2 separate regions of the Sus scrofa genome follow, and region 1 is linked to region 2. Evidence: chromatin contacts called from public Hi-C data. All regions are on one chromosome and are shown on one strand. Each heading gives the region's core, a stretch centred on a gene start, on an enhancer-like site or on the middle of the called end of the contact. The rest is flanking DNA. Distances are from core to core; before and after follow the strand shown.

Region 1 (6,390 bases), core at 239-2,738, 34 kb before region 2:
AACTGACATTCCTTTTGAAGTGTCTCCAGACTTAAGCTATAACTTTCCTTGTCTGCTTTCCAGACTTAGTTGTGAGAAGGCTGTTTATACTGTTCTTTGAAAAAATCAACTAAGGTGCACCAGCTGAAAAATCTTTGCTTTGCTTGCCCATATGAAAGTATTTTTAGAATCGAGACTATGCTAGTTTGCACTGCTTTAATCTGCGATGAAAAGTAGGATCTAGGTGTGTCTGTTAGAAAAGGAAACGGAAAGTACACACTACGATCGTGTAAGGCATCAGTATTTACTTCAGAGATCAACATTAGGTATAATTAATATGTAATTCATTTGTCAATAACGGCAGTTAATTGACCCATCATATTTCAATGACCAAATGGCAGGCAAAAGTCCTCTTTCTCTACTTTCCAGAGCTGCCGATGTCGTTAATATGCTAACTTTCAGTAATTCAGAAACTCTAGACTGTTCTTAAATATACCTTTTCGTGTCAGTCTGGAAAAGCTGAGACAAAAACATTCTCAGCGGGAAAAGACCGGTGGCACAATGCCTGTGCTATCCTTAGCTTGTTTTTGTTTGGGGAGTGTTCTTTAGTAGGAAGATGTTGGTTTCCATGCTGTATTTTGTGGCGGCATCGTCGCTTCTATCCATCCCCATCGTCTCTCTCACAATTGCACCTATTAAATTCGAGCATGTTTAATTCTGAATGCCACTTCCATCAAATGAGATGCTATTAGAAGGTTCTCGTTTTTCTTAGGGAAACAACCAAATAGATTCTGCTTCTAAAAAATAGAAAAAGAAAGAAAGAAAAGTGTTCATTCGGTTATATTGGAATAGCTTTGCTTTATTTCCTGGGGCCGATTTCTCTCAGCTGCTCACCCACCCACCCTTTTTGGCTCGTGCATGGCTTCTCAAACAGGGAACGTCGGGGGGCCCCGGACACAGCGAGCCTGACGTGGGGAAGGGAATCAGCTGGTAAGAAAACCGGTCAGTTGGCCTCATTCCAGGGCCCGGATAAAAAACAGGACACCCCCTTAGTCCTGGCACCATTCCCTCCCCCAGGCGGCCTCGAGCCCAGGAGGCCGCCAGGTCAGGCTAGGCTGGGCCCCGAGGTCAGCGCTGGGCCGCGGCCGCCTGGCTGCCCCGAGGCCTAGCCCGGAGTAGGGCACGCATGGGGCCCAGTCTGGGCATCTGAGAGAACCAGAAGCCTCTGGTTCCCAAATTCCCACAGGGACTCAAAGTTGGGGCGTGGGGGCGGGGTTGGAGGACCCAAGCGCCAGCTACCCCCCTCTGCTCAGAGCGGGACACCAGCATCCATCACCCGCCGGCGCGCTTCCTGATCCGGGTCCGCGCGCGCGGCGCGCACATTGGAGGGGGCGGATCACGTGGAGGTCCTGGGCGGGGCGCGCGCGGGGTCGCGACGGAGCGCGCGCGCGGGCGCGGGCGGGGGAGGAGCGCGAACTTTGGCGGCGTCGGCGGCGGAGGGAGGGGGAGGGGTGGGCGCTTGACAGCGGGGGAGGGGAAGGGAGCAGAGGAAGGGGGATGGGAAGCGAAGCGGGAGGGGGAGGGGCCTCGGCGAGCCCAGAAAAACGACAACGCGAGAAAAATTAGTATTTTTGCACTTCACAAATTAATGACCATGAGCTCGTTTTTGATAAACTCCAACTACATCGAGCCCAAGTTCCCTCCCTTCGAGGAGTACGCGCAGCACAGCGGCCCGGGCGGCGGAGACGGCGGCCCGGGCGGGGGTCCCGGCTACCAGCAGCCCCCAGCGCCCGCGGCCCAGCACCTGCCGCCGCAGCAGCCCCAGCTCCCCCACACGGGCGGCGGCCGTGAGCCCCCCGCCTCCTACTACGCGCCGCGGGCCGCCCGCGAGCCCTCCTACCCCGCGGCCGCGCTCTACCCCGCGCACGGTGCGGCCGACGCCGCCTACCCCTACGGCTACCGCGGCGGCGCTAGCCCCGGGCGGCCGCCGCAGTCCGAGCAGCCCCCGGCGCACGCCAAGGGTCCCGCGCACGGCCTGCACGCGACCCATGTCCTGCCGCCCGGGCGGCAGCCCCCGCCGCCGCCGCCGCCGCCTCCCCCGCAGCATCGCGCGGCGGCCCCCGCGCCCCCGCGGCGCTGCCAGGCGGCTCCTGCCACCCCGGGCGTCCCCGCAGGGGGCAGCGCCCCCGCGTGCCCGCTGCTCCTGGCCGACAAGAGCCCGGCGGGCCTGAAGGGCAAGGAGCCCGTGGTGTACCCCTGGATGAAGAAGATCCATGTCAGCGCCGGTACGTGGCGCCGCCGGGGAGGCGCGGGCGGGTGGGCTGGGGCCGAGCCCAGGCTCCAAGGTCGGGGTGGGGGTTAGGGGGAGAGGCCGAGGGGAAGGGGGCCTCGGGAGGGGAGCCCCCAACTGGCCCAAGCTACTGTGGGACGTGGGTGTGTGTGCGCCAGCCAGCCGCCAGATCCCAACGTGAGAACCCTTTTGTACCCGGGGTCCCTTTATCGGGAGATTTACGAGACGCCAAACTGTTAGGGCAGTAATTATAGCCCCCATAAATTTAATTGCCCTGGCAGAGGCTTCAGGCCATGTGTCTTTGAAGCTTTTCTTCAGCCCCAATGCCCAGCACCATTCTTTATGGCTCTCGGGTGTTTCCCGTTGTCAATAGCCTGTGAAACATTTTCTTTGCAGTTTTATGTATCTTGCGTGAACTTGGTGTCAGGTTATTATATAATGATGATGTCCAATTGCTCTTCCCCACCCCACCTTCTCTCTCCTCCTCCTTTCCCTCTCTTCCACTCCGTCTTCCTTGGCTTTCTCCATCGGGGTTATGGGCTTTCAGTCAACCCCAGTTATAACGGAGGGGAGCCCAAGCGCTCCCGAACCGCCTACACCCGGCAGCAGGTCTTGGAGCTGGAGAAGGAGTTCCACTTTAACCGCTACCTGACCCGGCGGCGCCGCATCGAGATCGCCCACACGCTCTGCTTGTCCGAGCGCCAGGTCAAGATCTGGTTTCAGAACCGGAGGATGAAGTGGAAGAAAGATCATAAACTGCCCAACACTAAAATGCGATCCTCCAACTCAGCCTCAGCCTCAGCAGGCCCGCCAGGGAAACCACAAACTCAGAGCCCGCACCCGCACCCACACCCTCACCCCCATCAGGGCGCCTCCACACCCATTCCCTCCTCCATTTAATCCTCCAGGGCTCTAGACCAGTTCTTTCCCCCACCTGCTTTTCTCATCTCTTCTGCCCCCTTCCCCATCCACCCCTTCCCATCTGGACCACACCAGACCCCAAACAATACCCAACTTGGTGAAAAGGATAATAAAAAAGAAAGACATTATCCCAGTAAGAGTGTGAGCTGGGTTGCCACCCAGGAGAGGACAATGGCCCAGATGCTGGCTGGTGGAACAACCTGCTGGCCTGAACAAGGCTGCCAGGTTTGGGTACCTGAGAAGGACCACTTGGCATCAAATACTTTTGAGACAGGTACAGTCAGCGGCACAGCCCATGCCGACTGGGGTCATGTACATGTATATTCCTGGCGAGCAGAAGAAAACAGACCCTTTTCCTGTCTTCTTACCTCCCCCTCCTTCATTTTGGCAGCTCATACAAGCTTGTATTGAACTGAATAAATGAGTAGATTGTTGTGGACCTCACAAGATTATTTAATTCTCAAAATGTATAGACCTCGATGGTAGATGTGACCATGTTAGCTTCCCTTCCTTTCAATTTATTTAAAATATTGTTGTGGAGATACTGTTATCTTATTCTGAGACACAGTCTTGGGGGAGGGGAAGTGCATTATAGACCCATGTGCAACTGTACAAATTGTGGTGTGGCTCTGTAGAAAGCCATGTGCTAAGAATAAACTCTGTTTAAAAAAAACATTAAAGTTCTAAGACATATTTGTGTGTTTTCTCCTTTTAATCTAAAAAAGTTCTCTGGATTAGATACTTGACCTTGCATGTAAAAATCCTATAGGATGGCTTGAGTCGTGGGCACTTGGACCGACTGCCCATGCAATTTGTGTGAGTGTGTTCAGTTTGAGCTGAACTCTTGTCAAGTTTGACCTACTGTGGGAAGAGTTCCAAAGAGCAGGAAGGCTCTTGAGCTCTGAGAGGGCTCCTCTTCTTCCCAAACTTGGCCAGGCTTTCAGGCTTCAAGTCTCTGTAAGGCATAGAAACGTGTCCTTCCCTGCAATGAAAGGTGAAACCGTGCAGTGCTGTGGGCCCAGGAGTTTCTGCAGCTGTTCTACATGCTGAACTCTGAGCACACTTGGAAAGAAGTGGTCCCTTTGGAATTTATTGCACCTTCACACTTAATCTGCCTGTTTCCTTGGAGATAAAAAATAGTTTGTGCATAGGGTTGAGATTGCTTTTCGTTCTTTGGCTGTTTTAAAGATTCTCTTCATTAACTACAGCTTGACATTTTTGTTTGGTTTTTTTTTTGTTTGTTTGTTCTTGAAGCAAGAGCTTTCACAATAACTTGCGTTTTCCCAGTATCCCCTCCACAGTTTTCTTCTGAGGAAAGAAAAAACATAATGACACCTTAAGCAAGCCAGACGTGAGACTTGTGAAGCTATTAAGTGCTGGAAGAAAGCCAGACCCTGATCCTGGGGCATCCTCCTCGGATGCTCCCAGCCCTTTCTGCCCAACCTAGAGCTCTAGATTCAAAAGGTGGAAACCAAAACCCACTTCTCAGTCTCCATAGCCCTCGTATGTGTTTACTGACTCACCAATCAGTAAAGAGAATTTAGACTTTGTTGTTACTGAAGGGAGCACTCTGCGACGAGATTCCAAAAACCAACACCCACTGGCCCCAGAATATTGCACCTGTCACCTGGCCTTGAATGAGTGTAGTCTTTAGTTCATGCAATAATTTTCGCACCGATAGGAGGGGGCGCTCACCTACCTCGGCAGTATCAGAAGATTTTTAAACACATTTTCCCATCAGCACTAACCATTAGCCAGTGGTCAAAGCTGTTACCCCTTTTGTCTCAGCTGCCCTGTGTGTGATACAGGCAAGGGAACCCCTTCTCTACCTGGGAGCAAGCCAGATCTGAGAGGAAAGTGATGGACACTGGTCTCTGACCCCTGAGCGATTGCCTCCTCTCCCCAAGAAAATACAAGGGCAAACAAATACACGCCCTCCCAGGTCAGGCCAAACCTGGCATAAAGTGCATTTTATAAGGTGTGAAGGGTGCCAGGGATTTCTGGAGGCACTGCAACTGCTGCTACATCTTATTAACACTCCTCCTACTACACGCACTTGTAAAACGAAATTAAATCACGCTGAAAATAGCAATTTTCCCAGGAATCATTAATCACCTCATACAATAAATACTTCTTTGTAATTCAACAGCAATTCTGAAAGGCATTCTCTGGGAAAAGTCTGTGGAGAAGCGAGGGATCTTCTTGCAAATAATGTGGTCTCGGGCAAAGACTCAGCATCTTGGCTGACTGCTCAAAAAATGCCTAGACTCTTGGTGGAAATTGAGTGGCGAGCTGCAAAACCTCAAATGGCAGATAATCATCATTTAAGGTAACTTCTTATATTTCTCCTTGGTAGGGAAGGAGGGGCAGGGGGCATCCAGCAGCTTCATACTGGAGACACTTGTAAGGGGGTGAAGGGGGCTTCTTTCACTTACTCTAAATCTATCCAGGAAAGGAAGAGAGAGGCTTGAGATTTTCTAATGTTCCAGGGCAAAATGGCAGCTTTTGCCCAAACTGTCCTGATTATTAAGGTATTGGTAAGTTTTGCAAAGCCAGAATTATCCACGGTGATTATGGATGATTATGTCATTTCTTCAAATGTGTTGCCTGTTTCAGATGTGGTCTTTAAGGGAGCTTGTTATAACAGCTTAGGAAATCCCACTCTGTGCTTCTGTGCTTCAAAATCGTGCATTGTCTGCCCTTTGCTAGGGCAACCATAAGAGTTCACCCAGAGGACAAATTTTCTATCTCATTAATTGTTTTTTTTTTTTTAAAGTTAACCCTACTGGCCCCTCAAACCCTTGACCTTTAAAGACAGTATTTTGTGTAAGCTCTATAATTCTCCTACCAAAATGACCCCTATACGTGCTCCCCTCGTCTTTCTCTCTTTTCTCCTCCTTCCCTCTAACACACACTCATCTGCTTTAGTCCCCAGCCATGCCGAGCATGACTCCAGAGATAAAAGTTTTGTCAACATCTGAAATCAACCTAAATCGGATAGGAGACACTTTAATGGTCACAGTTTGAATTAAGTACTTAACACTCTCCCCCCTGAAGAAAAATGGCCCTTTGCAGGCTCTCTTTCCTAGTTTTGCTGAAATCTACGATATCCCTGGTGTTTTATTACAGCAGGAATTCAACTGTGACAGGCATAGTAGAGTACTTAATACCCAGGATGGAGCTCCTGGGAAGATTACCTA
Region 2 (6,881 bases), core at 375-2,874:
ATTTGATCTGTCAGATTCCAATGTGGTGAACATGATCAGAGTAAAATCTATAGGGTATTTGCTGCAAAGCTTCTTGGATGATGTCTGGATTTCTTTTATCTAGGAATGCATCAATTCTTGGCCTCTGTTTGGCCTTTTCTCTTTACAAGCCCAGGGTCGACATGAAACTTAATAGTAAACAGCAATTAACGACCCCGTCAGCATCCGGGTAGGCTGAGGGTGATGGAGAACAGGACTCCTGTCCTGGGATGACGCTCAGATTTGCACGTGTCTCTCTAGGGAAGGACTTGAAGGTTCACACAGGGAACCACACAGCCAGTTTACAAAAGGGAGGAGGTGTTGTTGGGGAAGAAGAAAATGTCCTGTCCACCATCAGCCATCTGTCCACTGCCCCTCCCACCTGCCAGCCCCCACCCCCACTTCAGCTGTGCAGTAGAATGGGGGGGGGGTGGATGAAGGAAGCTCTAGCACGCCTAACATTCGCCTCCAGGAAACGAGAAACGTTTCTGGGGGTGGCGGGGTGGGAGGGGAGGTGGAGGGGGAGTTCATCGTACTTCACTGTGGTCTCGCCCTTTGAGGCCCAGGTCGGTGTACACAGGCTCCTGGGTCCTAGGGAGCCGGCAGATGGCCTGCAGCGCACGGCCCGGCCCCCACGCTGGCCACGTCGGCTAGCGTCATCTCTCTCCCCCGCCTCCTACCCCTCAAAATCCGGCAGCAGAGTTGCTCCGGATCCCGCAGGGCTCCCAGAACAGAGCTGAGTGGGGAGGAGAAAGGGGCGGAGAGCGAGGAGAGAGGGAGGGCGAAGAGCCGGGCCACCCCCGGCCTTTTCCGGCAAGCTTAGCTCCCAAGGTTCACCCGTTCCCGAGCATCGAATTACAGCAGCTCCCCGTTGCCACGCTAACAGCTCGTGGGGGTGGGGGAGGAACGGGGGCTTCAAGACCCTACAGGGAGAGGGAAGTTTCCTTTCTTGCGCTTGTCCCCTCCACGCCCACTCGGGTTCCCCCAGCCAGCCCTCTGCGCACTTCCCTCTCCTTCCGGAGACCTGGTGGTGGCCCAGCCTCGTCCCCCGCCACCGTTCTCGGCTCTCCTCACTGCCCCCAAGGCATCACAGAAGGGACGGCAGTGAAAGCGCCCGGGGAGCGACCCTTCCAGTTCCTCGCGTTCCGGGCTCAGCCAGTGTGCAAGTGGCGGCCCAGCGAGCTCCCTCCCACTGACTCCCGACCCAAGAGAGCGCGGAGCCCTCTTGGCGTCTCACCTCTTGCCAGTTCCTCTTTCTGTGCACGGTGGGGAGGGGGGCGGTGACCGAGGATGGCTCTCAGCCCCCACCTCCCGGAGGGGGGCGATCGGAGTCGGCCACTCGCAGAAGGCAGCCCCTGCTCCCCTTCGCCCCAACGCTGGGAATCTGCCCCTGCAGCCGCCGCAGCTGCTGCTGCCGCCCGGGCTGCCTGGGGGGGCGACTGCGCGTCACCTAGACTGAGGAGCGCCGGGGATTTAAATGCCACTGAAAGGGTGATCCATCACCGCAGGAGCCAGCAAACTTTCGCAGGAGGCTCCGCCATTGGCTGAGAGAGTCACGTGCCCCTCCCCTAGCGCCCTCCGCCCTCCCGCCCCCCCTCTTGCGCACTGTACATTCATATCATTTTTCTTCTCCGGCCCCATGGAGGAAGTGAGAAAGTTGGCACGGTCACTCAGGGCTTCGCAGGACCCGGTCACTCAGTGACAGATGGACAATGCAAGAATGAGCTCCTTCCTGGAATACCCCATCCTCAGCGGTGGCGACTCGGGGACCTGCTCAGCGCGAGCCTACCCCTCCGACCATGGAATTACAACTTTCCAGTCGTGCGCGGTCAGTGCCAATAGCTGTGGCGGCGACGACCGCTTCCTAGTGGGCAGGGGGGTGCAGATCAGCCCGCCCCACCACCACCACCACCACCACCACCATCACCACCCCCAGCCGGCCACCTACCAGACTCCTGGGAACCTGGGGGTGTCCTACTCCCACTCGAGTTGTGGTCCAAGCTACGGCGCGCAGAACTTTGGCGCGCCTTACAGCTCCTACGCGTTAAATCAGGAAGCAGAAGTAAGTGGTGGGTACCCCACGTGCGCTCCCGCTGTTTACTCTGGAAATCTCTCATCTCCCATGGTCCAGCATCACCACCACCACCAGGGTTATGCCGGGGGCGCGGTGGGCTCGCCTCAATATATTCACCACTCATATGGACAAGAGCATCAGAGCCTGGCCCTGGCCACGTATAATAACTCCTTGTCCCCTCTCCACGCCAGCCACCAAGAAGCCTGCCGCTCCCCTGCATCAGAGACGTCTTCTCCAGCGCAGACATTTGACTGGATGAAAGTCAAAAGGAACCCTCCCAAAACAGGTCAGTCTTGCCCTTCCATGAATGATCCTTGATTATTCAGGAAGGAGCCGGTATGCTTAGTTTCCAAGGAAAATTAATCAAGGTTTTGTTTTGTTTTTTTCTTTAAAATTCTTGCTTCCCACCGGTGTTGTAGGGTGTTGGGAGGCTGCCCAGGTGTGGTTGGCACAAAGGAACATCTGGGATTGTTGTGTTTCCAAGGGGGCTGAGTTTTAGAGGTTTTGGAAGTAGGACGTGGGAAAGTGGGTAGGTGTGTATGTGTGTGTTAATATCTCCAGGCTCCATTAATCACTGGTCTGACCATGCTAATGGGTGACTTCAGATGAACGCTTTACACCTCATCACTCACCCTCCCAAGCCCGGCTTGTGTTGAGAAATTCTTGATTCCCCCTTTGCCTGAATCTTGCTCTGAAGCCTACAGGGACTCTCATATCGAATATAAATTTTTTCCCCTTTTTTCCCCATCGCTTCCCCTTGCCCTCAGGGAAAGTTGGCGAGTACGGCTACGTGGGTCAGCCCAACGCGGTGCGGACCAACTTCACCACCAAGCAGCTCACGGAGCTGGAGAAGGAGTTTCACTTCAATAAGTACCTGACGCGGGCCCGCAGGGTGGAGATCGCCGCGTCCTTGCAGCTCAATGAGACCCAGGTGAAGATCTGGTTCCAGAACCGCCGAATGAAGCAGAAGAAACGAGAGAAGGAGGGCCTCTTGCCCATCTCTCCAGCCACCCCACCGGGCAGTGAGGAGAAGGCCGAGGAATCCTCCGAGAAGTCCAGCTCCTCGCCCTGCGTTCCTTCCCCGGGGTCTGCTACCTCAGACACTCTACCTACCTCCCACTGAGGCCGCCCCAGCCCCAGACTCGACTCTTCCGGCTGGGACTTCTTTCCCAAAGCACATTCTTAGCTTATCTTCCTGTCCATTTACAATCTCTCTCTTCCTCTCTGATCCTATCTGGGGAACTCCTGGCCAGGATACTGTGTTTCCAGTGAATTCTGGATTAGAGACTGGTGTGGGGGCAGGGGAGTGCTAGCTCCGCAATGCAAATTGAGTGCCAACATCAATTTTCTCAAGGCCCCTAACGCCCCTAGTTTTAGGAGATTTCTTTGACAGACCCTACAGTTCCTTTCAGATGCCCTTTGGAAAATAGTCTCCTTTGCCAGCAGAAACATGTCAGAGGGAGGCCTCTCATCTTATATCTAACCGTGTATTTACAGTTCTCCCCTACTCTGCCCTTAAAGTAGGATAGAGAGAGAAGAGAGTCCAGGAGCTCATGAGGAAGAGATGCACTATGAGCGTGTTTACACAATTAATTCACCCCTTAATTTAACTCAGTTTCATGTGTGTGAGTCTGCTGGTTGTAAATACTTTGTCCTGAAAGATTTATCTTTATACAGATTTTCTAGAAATGTTTAGATTAAGGGATGAAAATAGGGTGGGCAAACTCTCTAAGCTGGTACAACTTTGTATGTGATTATAGGTTAAAGACTAAAAGCTCCCAGTAAAATCAATCAGAGGCCTCAGAGGGTCGCCTCCGTTTGTTCTTTCAGCAAGTTAAGAAAGCCTGCAGCATAAAGGGTCAGAAACCTGGCTCCCTGGGCTGAGTCTCTCCCCATCCCCACGCCTTTCTCCTTTCTCTGGCCACACTCTTTCAAATTTGCGCTGGAGTATTCAGGACCCAAACGTATTATTTCACACCAGCTTCTTCCCTCCACAGTTATTGTAGCTGGATATGATGTATTTTTAGCTCAGTTGTTAATGTGATGGATGGCACAATGAATGTATATTTTGTGTGATTCGTGAATAGTCTTTTGCATGTCGCACAATGTCTTGATGTTCCCGAAGTACCACACTGAGTTTTATCAGTTATCCTTTGTGATAGTTCCCATTTCCTGTACAATCATGAACAGCTCCGAGATCCCAGAAGGATGTGATCCAGAGCAGAGTTTACGGGTCTTAAGATGTCTGTAATAAATATATTCAAGTTTCAGATATGCTTAAGCATCTCTGTGTCTGGCTTGGCTACAATTTGTTGGTCCCTACAAAGTTGGCTCCTTTCCTGTGGGGAAGGGGAGAAGGGTGTTGTGTATTTTCAAAGAGATGGGCCTCTTCTTGGAAAAAAAAAAAAAAGGGAAATACTTTTCATATGGAGCTGATGCTTCCCCAATGAGTGTAATTGCACCTAACCAATGTGCATGCAATAGGTTGATTCTCTTTAAAAACAGCAGCAGTTCCTTTACGATCATCAGAGTCCATCATGGAAAAAATGAATGGTGAAGAAATAGATGAAGCAGATCTATTTTTGAAACAAACATAGATACTTCCTGGGTCAAGTGCTAACCTTTTCACCTCCAACTGAATGTTGACGTATATATAAACAGAATCCCCTTCAAAGGCGAGACTCTTCAGTCAGTCTTTCCTCACATCAGTGAACCAAGAGCTAAGAGATTCACATTTAACTGGCTCCAGTATAAAGCTGTTTGGGGATGGGGCTCCCACCCAACCCCTCTTCCTCCTTTTTGGCTTGTCTGTGACAGTGTGCCAAATATTCCACCCTTTAAATCGAGTGTGGTCTGTTCTGAGTAAACCCTGGCGTCTTTCCTTCTCCGCCCCTTCCTGCCACTTTTTAAACTCCTACCCCCGTTCCTTCTGGGTTACACATCTCATTCCCATCAGATTCGGCTTTAACGTCACCGCCATCAAGGCTAGAGTGGGTTTACAGTTCTAAGTCCATAGGACAAAACCTGGAAAACATTTTAAAAAACTTCTTCCCTGGGCTCAACAGATTCCTCCAGGTGGACTTGTGGATGCCACCCTGAAGTCTGTCAATATCCACGCTGCTTCTGACCAATGCTTGTGTCTGCTGCTCTCAAGCAGAGGAAGCCAGGAAATCAAAGAGTTCAAAGTGGCTCTCCTTCTAGACCTCTTGCCACTGTTCCTTTACTTTCACACATTTCTGGAGGCTTTAATTTAGCCCCAAGAGTAGAGCAGAATTTTTACAGCATCACAAATAATACTTCCTTCCTCTCCAAAGGGTGTTTTACAAAGGATGGGCTGGGGTTTGGTGGGGGTGGGGGCGCGGGTGGGGGAGAATCCTACAAAAACTTGTCATCTGCAGGCCTGCTAGAGCAGCCCTGAGATGTCCTGTAGTTCCCCGTCAAAGGGAGTGAGCCAGTTGCTGCGGCCATATCAAGGGCACCCGGTGCCCTCCCCTCCGCTCTTGGGTTGGGGCAGGGGGTGCTTCTAAATGACTCAAGTGGATGGAGGAGAACTTCAAAGTCAGCCAACTCTCTCTTTCATTTCCCTCCTGGCCCTATACAGTATCTTTTGTTTATTAGTGTAAGGCCACACAGCAAAACAGATGGCTGGGTTCCAAATACTTTAATGTGTTAAAGTGTCATTTGCATGCCACTGCCGAGATTTCAATATCTAAAAGCAGGGCCGACCTGCTGGAATCCCGGAGATTCCAATCTTCAAGGTGCTGGTTTTAATGTAGCTGAGAGAGAGAACAATGAATTATGGCTAAACATCCCAAGCCTTCTCTAGGTGGTGGAATAAATCAGTTAACAAGCAATGCATTTAGGAAACATTAATACACCTTTCAACGAGGAAAACATTTGTATCTTTTTAGTTGTCCCAATCGATTAAATCAAAGGCGCTTAACACCTCCTATTTCAAGGTTTCTCTTTTTCTGTTTTGGTCTCAGAGGGGCACAGCTAGCTCCTTGAAAAATGACAGCCATGGTAACTGAAATGACAGAAGACAGAAGAGGAAAACAGGAAATAACATTTGATTGATAAATTTAAAAAGGACAAGAGTCTCAATTAGGGACTTGAGATAATTGCAATATAAAATTCCAGGTTTCAGATGCTTTTTTTCCTCAATTTCCTCACATTCATTCAAAGTGCTCCAGAAATTCAGGGTGTCCCCCAAAGTGACTGAGTTGAAATCGTGCTGTGGCTGTAAAGTCTGCTCTCAGCTTCACCTTTGAAAGTTTACTTTTGGAGGCTATTCAGATGCCCGTGGTGTTTTCCTCTGGGGCAATCAGATTCAAACCGATCAATATTTACTCAGTCTGAAAGGGTTGTTGAAAAGGCTGCTAACAACAAACTGCTTAGCTGCTCACCCCTGTTTAATCTCAGGTTCACCGAAAGTTCAAGAAGAGATGAATGCAGTGATGGGTCACTTTAGAATGAGTCCCAGCGGTTTATCTGAGCTCTCCGCTAAAGGCAACAATTATAGTTCCATCCCTCTTTGGGAAAGGGGCAACTTTCCTATTATTCTTTTGCTAAACAGTGTTTACTAGAAACTTAAAACACTTTCCTCTCCCTTCCTAGCTTTTTTTTTGGGGGGGGGAGGGCTTTCCTTCTGCCCTTCTGCTGCCGCCTCTAGCTTTCTGCCAACCCACTAGGTTTCATTTGACTTAAAATAAATTACGTTGAATATTTTAAAAATGTTAAATTAGCCTGACAGAAGAGATCCGATTTATTTCAGGTGCCACGAGCTATG

Evidence for each region. A called contact is a pair of places that touch in the nucleus more often than the background predicts.
Region 1: a Hi-C map of skeletal muscle shows a contact between it and region 2, with 3 times the contacts expected there. The contact joins the promoter of HOXA4 here to the promoter of HOXA1 in region 2. A contact is called at or near these places in 2 of 5 promoter capture datasets (fetal liver and fetal skeletal muscle), 19 of 47 Hi-C or Micro-C datasets (adipocytes, alveolar macrophages, embryonic fibroblasts and 12 more) and 1 of 2 datasets of contacts at active chromatin or transcription factors (skeletal muscle).

Annotation. Positions count from the first base shown.
Region 1 is chr18:45,441,780-45,448,169 of Sscrofa11.1, forward strand. It overlaps HOXA4 (homeobox protein Hox-A4), which reads left to right and starts at 1,489. Exons shown (of 2, transcript XM_003134841.4): 1 at 1,489-2,264; 2 at 2,817-3,883. The coding sequence starts at 1,628. The coding sequence ends at 3,169. HOXA3 (homeobox protein Hox-A3) reads left to right here. Exons shown (of 6, transcript XM_021079043.1): 3 at 5,340-5,519.
Region 2 is chr18:45,475,937-45,482,817 of Sscrofa11.1, forward strand. HOXA1 (homeobox protein Hox-A1) reads left to right here and starts at 1,625. Exons shown (of 2, transcript XM_003134844.5): 1 at 1,625-2,378; 2 at 2,860-4,370. The coding sequence starts at 1,724. The coding sequence ends at 3,215. LOC106506838 (a long non-coding RNA gene) reads right to left here and starts at 1,480. Exons shown (of 2, transcript XR_001302424.2): 1 at 1,256-1,480. LOC106506836 reads left to right here and starts at 6,818. Exons shown (of 3, transcript XM_021078834.1): 1 at 6,818-6,881.